Linked DNA regions of Sus scrofa: region 2 is linked to region 1. A link is a contact called in public Hi-C data. All regions are on one chromosome and are shown on one strand. The core of a region is the stretch at or near the end of the contact, and the rest is flanking DNA. Distances in the headings are between cores, read along the strand shown.

Region 1 (6,995 bases), core at 2,951-5,450:
TATCACTGTACATTGAAATCGTTCCTTGTCTTTCTCCCTTACCTAGCTGTTAGAGCCTCAGGAGCGAAGACTATGCACTGGCACATAATAGGTTCTCAATAAATACTGAATTAAACCAGTGCTTTCCCTATCTATTTCACTTCTGGCTGACTGTACATCCTTCATAATGTGGGCCAGCCCACTAATTCAGCCTTACTTCCTTCTACCTTTTTTTTTGAGTCCTCAGATATGCATTTTATTTTTTTGTTTTGAATTTTTATTTTATTATTAATTATTAATTATTATTTTTTATTATTATCATTTTTTTTAATGGCCACACCATGAAGTCCCTGGGCCAAGGACTGAATCCAAGCTGCAGCTGTAGCAACGCCAGACCCTTTAACCCACTGCGCTGGGCTAGGGATCAAACGAATGCCACTTCAGTGACCTGAGCCACTGCAGTCGGATTCCTAACCCCCTGGACACGCCAGAAACTCCACTTCCTTTTACCTTTTAGCACAAATCTGTTACATTTCATTTCCTCTTTTGTTTTTCACTAGGTCTTTAATTTCCCCCCTCTTTTGTAATATAATATAGTGGTTAAAAAGGGCTCTAGAATAGGATCTGGATTCAATGGAGTTGGGTTCAAATCCCAGCATAATGAGCCAGTTACTTTAACCTCTCTAAGCCGTAATTGCCTCATCTGTAAAATAAGAGCATAACAACACCTATTTCTTATGGCAGTTGTAATGATTCATTGATAAAATGCATATAAAATACTTAGTATAGTCACCTAGTGGGAAGTGAGCACCCAGAGAAGATATTGTTATGTAACATTATGCATTTAATAGGTATCAGATGCTGGGCTGAGCTAAATAAAGTTTGAATGAGACACTTTTACTGACTTGAAGGAGCTCAAAGGCTAGTGAGAGACAGCTGTTGAGAAATAAAACCATAGTCCAGTACTATCATAGGGAGATGAATAAAGTGCTGTAAGAGCTGAGAAGAGGGCACTTCGCCTGCAGGTGAACAATCAGGAAATGCTTCCTGGAGGAAGTGATCCTTGAGCTAAGTCATAGGTACTAAATAAAAATTTGCCAGGCAGATGAGGGAGAGAAGGACATTGCAGGCAGAAGGCACAACCCATATAAAGACATGAAGGCCTGAGAGGACCTAGGAGAGTTTTGGGAAACTAGGAGAGTTTGCTAAAGGTGGAGCTTAAATCCGTGGGGGAACAGGAAGAAGAGGATGTCAGCATCAGATCAGAGGATCAGAAAGTCAGGTATGGAGTTTGACCTTTAGCAGAATGCACCCCTCAGGGCCAAAGTTGTTCCCTCCATTCTTTACAAATTCCTATTTGATTATTTGTTTACCTGTCTTGCCCACTGAACTTTGGGCCCCTTAAGGGCATAAACCCAATGTCTTGTTCTTGGTTGAATCCCAGTGCCTAGGATTCAGGTAGCATATAGCAGGTGTGTAAAGAGGGAAGGAAGGGACTTCTGCAAGGTCATAAAGTTCCACATTCCTCAGAGTTGGATATAAAAGTAGGAATTTAAATCTCTCATTTAATTCAGTCTTCATTGTATTGGAGTTTTTCCTTTCATGGCTTAATGAACTTCTTGTTACTAGACAGGCAAATTCAAATCTCATAAATAGTGAAGATAGTCTGAACACTAAGGATTAAGTCATTATTCCATAAATAATTCTTGGCAATTTACAGCCTGCTCTTGGCTATGCACTGCACACAATTTGATCTCATCTAGTGCTATTGCTGGCAGTACAGGTACAAATATCAGTAGAATATTACTCACTCAAGACAAAACAGCAGTAGAGCAAAGAAGGTCTAACCTACCAAGTGCCTCAATTCAGACAGGCAGGAAAGGGTCTATTATAACATTTTTCTCATAATTCACACAGTTTATCTAAGATAACAAATCTGTGTTCATCCACACATGACAAATGAACATCTATCAATTCGATCAGTGAGTCACAACAGGAAATACTTGAAAGGTCATCTCATTTCTATAGTGATGCATCTCATTTCTTAAGATGCTTCCTACTGTTTTCTTGGACTCTGGGTTTTCCCTGTTCCAACTCACTCTGTATACTGTTGCCCAGTTAGTCATTGCTCTAGCTCTGTGACCTTGGGTAAGTCACCTAACTTCTCAGGGCCCTGGTTTCCTCACTTGCTAAATGGGGGGACTGCATTAGATTAGTGCTTTCTATACTGTGTTACTTAGACCCTTTGAATCCCCTGAAGTGAGGGAGGTGCTTTGGTTCCTTGGGTACCACTGCACAAATTGGGGAAAAGAGCAGGTTTCTGTGTATCCACTTCAAACACAGCAGCCCTTTTAGAAATTATAGACCTGTCCAAAATTTGGTTTGGAAAAAGAGTTCTGCTACCACGAAAAGTTTAAATACCGTTATAAGATTTCTAAGGGCCCTTCTAGTTCCCCTAAACCAAGATTTAAAAAAAAAACTCCCATACACAACAGGGATTTAATGTGATAAAAATGTTTACACACAGAGGCACAATAAACAGCTTATTTCTTTTTTCCTAACCACTTTTTAATCTTGGTATTATCTCAAAATAAGATGCAATGCAATATTTGAAATGATAATCTGATTATATAATATACACTGAAAGTAATTGGCAACCCTCATGAAGACTGTCCTTTTGAAAGCCATAGAAAAATGGCTTACAAAGTTCAGGACCAAATTCAAATTCTGCATGTTATTTTTTTCTCTTAGGTAATAGTAAATGCTGTGTCATAATCCAAACAAATGTGCGAGAACAAATTATCTTTAGTCTCTCAATTACTGACTCTCTAACTCTTCTCCACAAGTACCATCTTTCTTCTTTGTATTCCTGGCCAAGGCTGACCCTGAAAGTTCAGTTTATTAGAGTCATTAGAGGTGCTAGACAAATCAAATAGGTAATTTGACAGAGCCTCCCTTCCTCCTCAGCTTCTAAAGCAGATTGCAAGAGATTTATTAGAATCACCTGGGAAGCTTTTTCAACCCACACTTATGCCCCACTCTCCTCTCCTTCTTGCCAAGCGCTGTTTTAGCTTGGGGCTTCTTTCTGTCCCACATAAAAGGCCTCTCCATTCTTTTAAATCCTACTCAATTTAAGACGGATGGAGTAAAAACAGTTGAACCTGCAAGACATTGGCTTTGTGACAACTGGTTGGGCAAGCCACTTAACTTATCTGGTCTCAGCTTTTTCCTCTGATTTTTGAGGTCCCCTTCCAACTTTGAAATTCTATGACCTAATGTCATGTCTTTGAAGCTTTCTGACTACTCCTGGCATAGAATGACTTCTTGTCATTTCTTGGTTTTCCAACAACCTGTGCAATACAGCATATCTTCCAGTTATATACTGTCCTATATTGCCCTCTAGTTGTTTTTACATGGAAAATTTTTTCTTCTCAATGATAGTTAAAATATATTTAGTTTTAAAAGCTTATTTTCCAGAGCAGGTAGCATGTGTTTTACTTAATTCTCCTAGGATACCTCGGGGGTGTCCTTAGGTAATCAGTATATATTTATATTGACTTGTTCAAAGGAATGTGGTCCCTTCTTTCAAAGTCCTGGAATTATATTTTTACATCAGCGCTGTCCAATAGAAATGTAATATGAGCCACAAACGTGAGCCTGATATGTAATTCTAAGTTTCCTAGTAGGCACATTAAAAAAGTGAAAATACACAAGTGAAATTAATTTTAATAATATATTTACCCCAATACATACAAAACATTAGAATTTCAACATGTAGTCAGTGTAAAAATTAAGATACTTCATATTTTTTCATAATAAGTTGTCAAAAACCGGTGTATAGTTGATATTTACAGTACATCTCAGTTCAAAAGAGCCGCAGACAAGTGCTCAATGGCCCCATGTGGCCAGTGGCTACCATATTAAGCAGCGCAGTTCTGTGTAACTGGGCTGCTTTCCAAAGCTATCACTTATTTTTTATTCAGGTGATATCAGGCTCACGTTTGTGGCACTTAATGAGTGCCAGAGGGGTGCAAAAATTAATATTCTGGCACAGGAGATAGGTTTGTAAATCACTAGCGGAAATAGTGGTAGGTGTTCTGATAGAGATGCAGAGAAAATGAAAATTTTCTGTGACTTGGCAGGGGAGAGGAGCTCAAGGAAGGTTTCACGGAGGAAGTAACTTTTGAGTGGGTGTGTGGTGTGGTGTGTAGGAGGGGTGACTGGGAAGGGGGCGGACGAGGATTGGCTGGGAGGAACCCAGCTCTCCGGCTGCTGGGTGGACGGAAGCCGGAGGGGGGCGCTACTCTCACTTCGCGCTCGGACGCGTAGACCTGCGCACCGAGCGAGCGTCGCGGAGGCCAAGTCCCCGGCCGTCCCGGCCGGTTAGCCCAGGGAGCACCTTGCGAGGTAAGGCGCAGGACTGGCCAGCTCATGGAGCGCGCCCGCCCTCGCTCCCTATTCGGTCTCGGCCTCAGAGCCCACAAGAAAATTTTCTTTCCAGCCCGGGGTGGCGACGAGGAGCCAAGCGTAAAAGCGGCGCCTAGGGTTTGCTTGTTTGTCTGCGTGTGTGTGTTCGTAACAGATGTCTACTACTTGTAATAGGCAGCCTGGTAAAATGAGTCTGTGGAAACGGTTGCTAGGCTCAGTTAACTGCCGCCTCCGGAAGTTTTCAGCCGCTTGTGTAACAATGGGGCTACCGGACCAATGCGGTGCCCCTTCCGGTTTTGTCCCTTTTCTCCGAGCTCATTACCACCAAGGTTGCCTTTGACCCCGGAAGTGAGATCCTCCGGGTTCCTCCCTCCCTCAAGATGGCAGCAGCCGAAGATGAGTTACTGCTACCGCGGCTCCCCGAACTGTTCGAAACCAGCAAGCAGCTCCTGGATGAGGTGGAAGTAGCGACTGAACCCACTGGCTCCCGCATAATCCAAGATAAAGTGGTCAAGGGACTAGACCTCCTGAAGAAGGCTGCCGAAATGTTATCGCAGCTCGACCTGTTCAGGTATGGGAAGAGGGTAATAACGGCTGAGAACGGCTCAGAACGCAGGTAATAATGGTTACCCAGGGTGGAGCCATTGAGCCGGGGTGGAGGAGCACTTTAGAACCGGCAACCTTTCCTTTCTATTTCCCACTGCGATCTTTTGTACATTGTTTACATTCTCCACCTCCCTTCCGAGATAGTTAAGATCCCATGACTCTGCTCCCTAGTGTCAGCTATTTGCATAGGCATTGGGCGTGAGCGCTCAGCTAGCTGCTTTCATTGTAGAAAGCCGGCAGCTGTTCCCAGTGCGTTTTCCCTTTGTCCCACTCCCACCCACCCCCCTCCTAGGAGAGGAGTTTGAATGCCCAACCAGGCTTCACAGCCTCCTCTTTGCTCTTTCCAGCCGAAATGAAGATTTGGAAGAGATTGCTTCCACCGACCTGAAGTACCTGATGGTGCCAGCATTTCAAGGAGCGTTCGCCTTGAAACAAGTCAACCTCAGCAAACGTCTAGAACACTTGCAGTGGGCTCGAGAACACTTTTCAAACTATTTAACTCAGTGCCAATACTATCATGTGGCAGAGTTTGAGCTGCCCAAAACCAAGACCAACTCAGCAGAAAATAACACTGCTAATTCCTCCGTGGCCTATCCTAGCCTCGTTGCTATGGCATCTCAGAGACAGGCTAAGATAGAGAGGTGGGTCATTTGAGGACTGCTCAATGGCAGTGCCATCGGAGGGGAGGGGTGCATGTTTTTTTGGTTTGTTTTTTCTGGCAGGGGTGAGCTGGGAAACTGATGTAAACTCTTTGGGTTCTTACTGAGCGTAGTCCATGGTGAGAGCTAACTCTCCTGAGTTTTTCAAGAAGCCTCTGCCTTTGTTGAGATGATCATATCTAACCGTCAGACTCCTAGCACCTTACGATTGCTTATAGCAGAATGTCTCCCACTCTCTCTCAGGTAGCAGCATAACAATATTCACGTGGTACCCTGAGGTAAGTATATCTGGAGGGCACAGTATCTTGTAGCTGTAGTCCATCTGTGGTCCATTGTTTGAGAAGCTCTGTTCCAGCAATACTGGATCAGGTGTGTAACATCCTGGCACAGCTTTATCATGTGACCTTGAACACCTTGCTCTCTTAATTTAGTTTTTAGAAAATATTTAATGAGTGCTCACAGTGTTTAGAAGCTATGCTAAGTCCTGGGGATACAAACTGGGTATGGATATTTGTATGAATATGGGCGGTCTCTGCCTTGGAGGAGCATACAGTCTACTGAGGAAAAGAGGCATAGAAACAGAGTGTGGTAGGCATAGAAACAAAACAATGTGATAGGGAGATGCAGAAGGTACCGAGAGAGCAGACAGGAAGGACACTTGACCAAAGAGGGAGCAGGAGAGAGGAGAAGGCTTCCTTGAAGAGGTGACTCCTGTGGTGAGCTGTTTAAGAATGCATAGGAGTATTATCTAGAGGAAGAGGAAAGGAGGGCTTTAGCCAGCAAAGATAATAGCATAAGTAAAGCTACAGGGGCATTAAAGAGCACAGTGCTGAGGCGGAGAACAACTATAAGCAATTAGGTGATGCTAGAACACAAAGTGGGTGGTGAGAGGCGGGAAAGAATGATGCTGAAGAATGTTGTAGGGTTCAGCTCAGGGAGAGCTTGGGGTGTGAGGAGGGTGAAAGAATAACCTTGATCCTGAGAACTTGGGAAGAGGTTTGAATCCCAGTTCCAACATTTAATCGTTCTGACTTTGGGGCGGTTGCTTAATCTCTCGGTGCCTTAATTTTCACCAGCTGTAAAATTGGCTAATAATAGGTCCTATAAAATAGTTAGGAAGAGTAGAAGAGAAACTCATAAAAAGAATTTAGCACAATGTCGGATATAGTGAGCTCTCAAAGTCAGTTATTATATCTTTGTAGTTGAGTACAGGTGGTAGAGTCAGAAACCTGGCTTTGAGACCCAGCGTGACTTATAAGCCATTGGACTTTGGGTAATTTATGTAACCTATCTAAGCCTTCAGTGACCTCCTATGTGGTGTCT
Region 2 (6,995 bases), core at 3,007-5,506, 150 kb after region 1:
ACCTCCATATGCCCTAAAAAGCAAAATAAATAAATAAATATTTTTTAAAAATTCAGATATCGGAGTTCCCGTCGTGGCGCAGTGATTAACGAATCCGAGTAGGAACCATGAGGTTGAGGGTTCGGTCCCTGCCCTTGCTCAGTGGGTTAACGATCCAGCGTTGCCGTGAGCTGTGGTGTAGGTTGCAGACGCGGCTCGGATCCCGCGTTGCTGTGGCTCTGGCGTAGGCCGGTGGCTACAGCTCCGATTCAACCCCTAGCCTGGGAACCTCCATATGCCGCGGGAGCGGCCCAAGAAATAGCAACAACAACAACAACAACAAAAGACAAAAAAAAAAGACAAAAAGACAAAAAAAAAAATTCAGATATCCAGGCTCCACCTCAGACCAAAGGAATCACTCTCTGAGGGAAGGGCCTTGAAATATATACTGAAGATTCCCAGGATTCCTTCAAGGCAAATTTGGGACTTTCATTATGGGTTACTACTTCACCCAGTACCTCATTAGAATACTTTGTATTCTACATGGGTACTGTGAGTCTGCCAACCAAAGGTGTAAAGCTAGGCCTGGAATTGCTAACAATGGACTGGTAACTAAAGAACTAAGAAAATAGCAGAAGGTTATTTGGGAGCTGGGGTGAAGAAAAGGGGGAAATCAGCAGTCAGCACTACTCAACTTATGAGTTGGAAACTGGGAAGCAATTTCCCACTACTGTCCCTGAAAAGAAATGCATCCAAGCCTCTCCCTTAGTTTATGTTCCAGATGAAAGAATCTGGGAAAAGAGAAGACAGAACTATATGAATACTTCCCCCCTGCAGAGAAATGGCCACAGGTCATGGGAGAAGGGGCACTGTTTCTTCCAGTCCCCATCACCCTTATACCATTCCTCAGTTATACTGTAGATAAGGTTCCTGGCCTCTTCAATGTTCTGGCCAGAGAGAGATAGTTGAGGAGTAGGCATAGGGCTGCTCTGTTGCTTCTAGTGGCTCCTCTCTTTGGAATAGCTTTTATTTTTTCCTCAAAAGCAAAAACACCCAATCAGTATCATCCAAAAGTCACACCAGCATTTCCTTAGCATTGTTTTTTACTTTCTGGGGGGAGGAGATAGAAGGAGGGAGGAGGAAGGAAACAGGGATCCACTGGAGTCTCCAAAAGGTATGAGACTGGTAGCATAAGGACGGGATGAGATGGCCAGGTAGATAAGATGGGAGGTCCCCAAGATCCATTTTTCTATTGATTCATACACACTAATGAAAATGATGACATACATGGAATTGCCTAGCACATGGTATTCAACAAATGTCAGCTGCCTTCTCTAGCAAGGGTTCTCCACAGGCTAAGGGTACCTAGACATCGCCATCCTTCTCCTTTCAGGAAATGAAGCTCACCTGGAAAACTAGGGAACTTAAAGTGCAGTACAGTTGAGAAAATGCAGTTGGCTGGCTGGCTCAGTGCAGAGACTGGCTGTCTCCCCATCCCCCTCGCTCCCCTCTGCCAGGGTGGGGCTGAGAGTAGAGCTCCCCAAGTGACTTCCCTGAGGCCTAGCTAGCTTGTCCTAGAAGATTCCATGTGGAGGGCTGAGGGTTGTGAGTCTCTAGTGCACAGTCCTCTCTTTCTGGCGATGATAATCTGGGGAAAAAAGAAAGAAAAGGAGGAAAACAGCAGGTTATTTTCCGGCCTGAGCTCCCAATTCCCCACCCCCAACTTGTGGGGCCTCCAGTAATCAGTATTTAAAGAGCTCCTATCAAGGATTCAGCCCGGTAAGCCAAAAAGAGAGTGGCACTTACTGTAGGGAAAAAAGCGGACACGCATGCTGATTTCACGAGCTGTCTTCAGGATCTCAACAGCCTAGAAGGAACACAGCAGCTTGTACAAATGAAGAGATATGACCCGGGACAGAATCAGAACAGGAGGAAAACAGTTTGCCACTCGAACCTTCTGGGTCACTGACAGCTGCTTCCCTCGTATCAAGGAGAGGTTCTTTCTTATCAAGTTATGGATTAGGCTAATCCTGTCCACTCTCGCCTACCTGGGATGGCTTCATGCCTCACCACAGACCAAGTCCTGTGCTCACCTTGCTGTGCTCAATATCTTGGAAATCCACATCGTTCACAGCTAGGACTTGGTCCCCTTCCTGAAGTCCTGCTCGATGTGCATCAGAGTCAGGAATCACCTGTTGGAAAGGACAGAATATATATAATAAAGGTGGGATAATTTCAAAGAATGTAAGTGAAATTAAGTCCTATTCAAATGTAAGGCACTATTTTAAGTGTGTGTTTGTGTGTGTGTGAGAGACAACATAGGTAAATAGGTGGCTTGCCAAGTGGGAAGTTTTAAGTGGGCAAAGAAGGGTATCCCCAGCATGCCCCTTCTATGAGTCTACTGAATCATCCTTCTCCCCACCCTTGGAACATCAGGGTTCTGCAATCTGATAACAAAGGAAGTGGCTCCATTATTGCCTATGAGGCACACGCACCTTGGAGATGAAAATGCCTAGCTGGGAGGCCTTTCCTCCTCGGATATTAAATCCCAACTGTAAGACAAGAGCACAGAATGGGGGCTCAATACAGACAACAAACACAAAAACATTGAGTAGCATAACTGTACAATAGCTTGGCTTGTGTCCCTCGGAGAGAAGTCAGAAGTTATGGAAGTGGTGTATCAGCTTTTCTGTCCATAAAAGTTTCTTTACCTCCCTAGCTATTTCCCAATCCATCTCTCAACCATGGCAAACTTCTGGGCCTGGTTCTAGCAGGGAATATGAGGCAATTTTTCCATAAGCTCACCTGAGCTCCAGGGGGTTTCTTTAGTGTGACGATGCGGGGAAGAAACTGGGTCAACTCATTGTTGTAGTCTGGGTGGTATACTCTCTGCAAGACACAGCAACCCAAGAAAGCTTACTACCAGTCTACCTTCTGGTAGTCTACCAATCTACCTTCATCTAGAACACAAATCTATCACCCTGAAGCCAGGATAATGTGAAGTCATGGACTTAGTTTAAGTAGAACAGATAACACTGTCCGAATGGGTAGATGGATAGCATGGGGAAATGTTAGCAGCCCAGTAGATCCCCATTTCTTTACCTCAAGAGAAAGGATTTCCCAGAATTCTTTGGTGTAAATGGCCTCTGGCAGGTTTCCCTAAGAAGATCTCAGTGGACCCAGATGCTCAGAATCCAGCTGACTAAGATTAATTCTCCACTGAGCTTTCTAACCCTACCATCCTAGCTTTCATGTATCATCTCATGCTCATGGGAAAAAGCCCTTACTCAAGGGTACAGATGGTTCCCACCTCATGAGGAGGAATCCATGCTGGGGGATTCTCGTAGGCAGGCAGGAAAACCACCGGGTAGTCATCGTAAGGAATCCGGCTGTCCATCTCTACTAAGGCCCTGGAATGTAAGGGTAAATCAAAACTGACGACTATGGTTCAAAAGGCAAAAAAGCTCAGAAGTTTCAGAAACTAATTCCAACTTATCCTAAGGCTGTCAGTCTATAGGCCCAGCCCACCTCTAGGTGATAAAGATTTGGGGAGAGAAGGGAGAAAACCATCAACTTTGCTGAATATCTGGATGCCAAGCAACCTGTTAGATACACTACAGAAGTGATCTCCTTTCTCACAACACTCCTGCAAAATAAATATTACCCTCTTCATTCTAGAGAAGAGGAAATCAGGATCGCGTCTAAAAAATATGTGACTACTAGAGTTCCTGCTGTGGCACAGGGGGTTAAGGATCTGACTGCAGCAGCCTGGGTCGCTGCAGAGGCATAGGTTCAATCCCTGGACTGGCGCAGTTGGTTAGGGATTCGTAACTGCCACAGTCGCTGCTACGGCTGGGATTGGATCCCTGGCCCAGCAACTTCCATTTGCCGTTAGTGCGGCCGAAAAAGAAAGAAAAAAAAATGTAACTACTTTGGAAATCCAACGGAGCGCACACTCCAACTATCCACACGGACTGAGGGCAAGGCACTGCCCCACATTCTCTAATGTGATCGGTAACGGCGTAGGTCCCCAGATCGACCCTTCCTTTACCACCAGCCACTTTCCAGATCCCCGACCCGAATCCTGCTAGAGTCCCGCGCACACGACGCAATACAGGTCGTCGTACTACCTCTCCCACCCGCAGGCCTCAGCCACCTCAGGTTCCGCTCACAGTCAATTCGGTCTGGGAACCGGAAGCGGATGTTCGGCTGCGTCGGAAAGGGGCGGGGTCAGGGTGCGACGCGCGGGCCCTCCCCTCCCAAACGCGTCTTTCTGAGCGCGTCGCGTACGTGCTGGGCCCGCAGGTTGTCTGCGCTTCCATTGGCTGGCGCCTCCAGATTTGAAACTTGGCGGTTAAAGCTCCGGTTGGGACGGGGCGGCGGGAGACGAGGGAAGGGACGTTCAGTTTGGTGAGTTAAGGGGGCACATCTTAGTTCAGGATCTGCCTTTCCCGGTACCGTGGGGCTTTGGTTCTTTGTCGTCGTCTCCTCTGGGCTTTTCCTTTCCATTTCAGACGCCACTTCGCTCTCTTCATTCTGGCCGAAAGGGCAGTCCTGTCGTGGCCAGGTCTGAGGGACAGTGACTTTCCTGAGGCAGAGATCCCGCTGGGAGGCGGAGGCTGCCGCCTTAGGCTATCGCTCTCTTCCCTAACCCACCTCACCCTTGGAGGAGGGCCAGGACTGAGGGACGACACTCTCCCACCCCTGCCGACCTACCAAGATTCATCACCGAGCATCTTTTTTTTTCTGCCCCTGCAGAGACCGTGCCGAGGTAGGATCATGAAGGAAGAGGTGAAGGGCATTCCTGTAAGAGTGGCACTGCGATGTCGCCCTCTGGTCCCCAAAGAGATTAGTGAGGGCTGCCAAATGTGCCTTTCCTTCGTACCCGGGGAACCTCAGGTGCGTAGCCAAGTTCTGGGCCTGCCTGTGAACAGCTGGGGCCAAATGGCAGTGAGGGGCGTGGTCTGGCCTTTTTTTTCTTACTCCTTTTCCCTTGTCTTCTCTAGGTGGTGGTTGGTACTGATAAATCCTTTACCTACGATTTTGTATTTGACCCCTCTACTGAACAGGAGGAAGTCTTCAACACAGCTGTAGCACCACTCATAAAAGGCATATTTAAAGGTGAGGCTCTTTGATTCTTGAGCATACACTACGTGTCAGGCACTATGATGAGGTGCTGCCAGTACAACCATGAATGAGACATAAGTTCTGCCCTCAAAAAACCAATAGCCTAGGAACTCAGTCTCACTTGTCTGAACCCTTGAAACTAGTTTTATACTATATTTGTTTTCTATGGTTCTGCTCATCTTTGACTTGTATACATTTTTGTTTGTTTGTCCTGGCATATCATTAGATTCTAAAGCTCTTTGATGAGTGCTGATGAAGATCAGTGTGCCAGTCTACTTGAGGCCCAGGCACTGCAAAGCCTGTTGAGGGATTCAGAGATAAATAATATATCTTCCATGGCCCCGAGGAGTTCAAAGTCCAGGGATAGGAGCGGAAGTAGATGACTACATACAGAAGAAATACATAAGAAATTTTAAATGTTTAACTTCTCTCTTTAAGAAAAAATATTTTAAAAGTTAAAACCTTTGAGGTTTCCTAAAGCCCCTAAAAACTCTGGCCAGAGTATTTTTTATTTATTTCTACTCTTTCTATTTTGTTTATATTTACTGCAGAAGCTAAGGCTTTATTATTTTATTTATATTTACTGCAGGAGCTAAGGCTTTATTATTTTATTTATATTTATTGCAGAAGCTAAGGCTTTATTAATAAGGTGTTATTGAAGACCATAGCAAAGTTCTGAAGAAAAGAGCAGTGCCTGAGAGGTATCTAATTGTTACTCTACTACAGAGGTTATTCAGGATTCAGAGCAGAGGGCTGTTTAAAAGAAGTAGAACCAAGGCACAATAGTCCCTTAAAGTTGAAAGGGACATTTGTACATCATCTAGTCTAACATTCCATCCTAAGAAAAATACTTTCTAGCAATATCTCTGTTAAGTGAACTTCCAACATCTGGTTAACATTTTTTTTCTTGGACAGGGATATCACTGACTCCTACTCCTGTTGATTGGTTTTTGTCTGTTAGTATTTGTTTTATGTATTTGGGTGCTCCTATATTGGGTGCATATATGTTGATGAGTGTAATATCCTCTTCTTGTATTGATCCTTTTTTGATTGGTTTTTGGACAACTCTAATTGTGTTAGATTATACTGAGATGAAATTCGCTTCCTGGTAATTTCTACCCAGTGATGTTAGTTCATCCATCTAAACAAACAGACACCTTCTTCCAGGGAACAGCTATTCGCATATTTTTCTTTCACTTTTTTTTTAATGATGTCATGGCTCAGGATGCATTGAACACTTTGTTTCAAATTTCTTAAATGTTAAAACAGTAACCTCAAACTTACAGAAATATTGCAAGAACAGCATAAAGAACTTTTTTTTCCTGAACCATTTGGGATAAGTTGTTGACCTGAATAAATTGATGGCCCCCTGAATACTTTAGTGTATATTTACTACAAACAAGAACTTTCTCCTACATAACTATAGTACAGCCATCAAAATCTTGAAATTAGCATTGCTACATCACTATCATCTAGTCCTCAAACCACATTCAAGTTTCATCACTTGTCCCAACAATGTCCTTTATAGAAAATCGATCCAGTTCAAAACCATATGCTGTATCTAGTTGTACTGCCTCTGTGGTCTCCTTCATTCTAAAACTCCTTCAGTCTTTTTTTTTTTTGACCTTCACGATCATGACACTTTTGAAGATCACAGGCCATTTACTTTGTAAGCTGTTTTTCAATTTTGGTTTGTCTGATGTTTATTTATGATTGAATTCAAATTGTGTATCTTTAGCAGGAATATCACAGAAGGGGTGCTGTATTCTCATTAAATTCTATTGGGCAGCACATGATTTTGGTTTGTTGTGTTACTGCTGATGTTCATTTTGATCATTTGATGAAAATGATATCTGCCAGGCTTCTCCGCTATAAAGTTAATCTTTTTC

The links. A called contact is a pair of places that touch in the nucleus more often than the background predicts.
Region 2: a Hi-C map of liver shows a contact between it and region 1, with 6 times the contacts expected there. The contact joins the promoter of KIF4A here to the promoter of IGBP1 in region 1. A contact is called at or near these places in 4 of 47 Hi-C or Micro-C datasets (heart right ventricle, liver and skeletal muscle) and 2 of 2 datasets of contacts at active chromatin or transcription factors (alveolar macrophages and skeletal muscle).

Annotation. Positions count from the first base shown.
Region 1 is chrX:56,169,573-56,176,567 of Sscrofa11.1, forward strand. IGBP1 (immunoglobulin-binding protein 1) reads left to right here and starts at 4,201. Exons shown (of 6, transcript XM_001927370.5): 1 at 4,201-4,978; 2 at 5,361-5,654. The coding sequence starts at 4,788.
Region 2 is chrX:56,315,197-56,322,191 of Sscrofa11.1, forward strand. It overlaps KIF4A (chromosome-associated kinesin KIF4A), which reads left to right and starts at 4,257. Exons shown (of 31, transcript XM_003360353.4): 1 at 4,257-4,389; 2 at 4,738-4,878; 3 at 4,986-5,100. The coding sequence starts at 4,759. It overlaps PDZD11 (PDZ domain containing 11), which reads right to left and starts at 4,183. Exons shown (of 7, transcript NM_001001630.1): 1 at 4,110-4,183; 2 at 3,290-3,389; 3 at 2,785-2,868; 4 at 2,475-2,531; 5 at 2,073-2,171; 6 at 1,786-1,846; 7 at 1,065-1,627. The coding sequence starts at 3,376. The coding sequence ends at 1,593.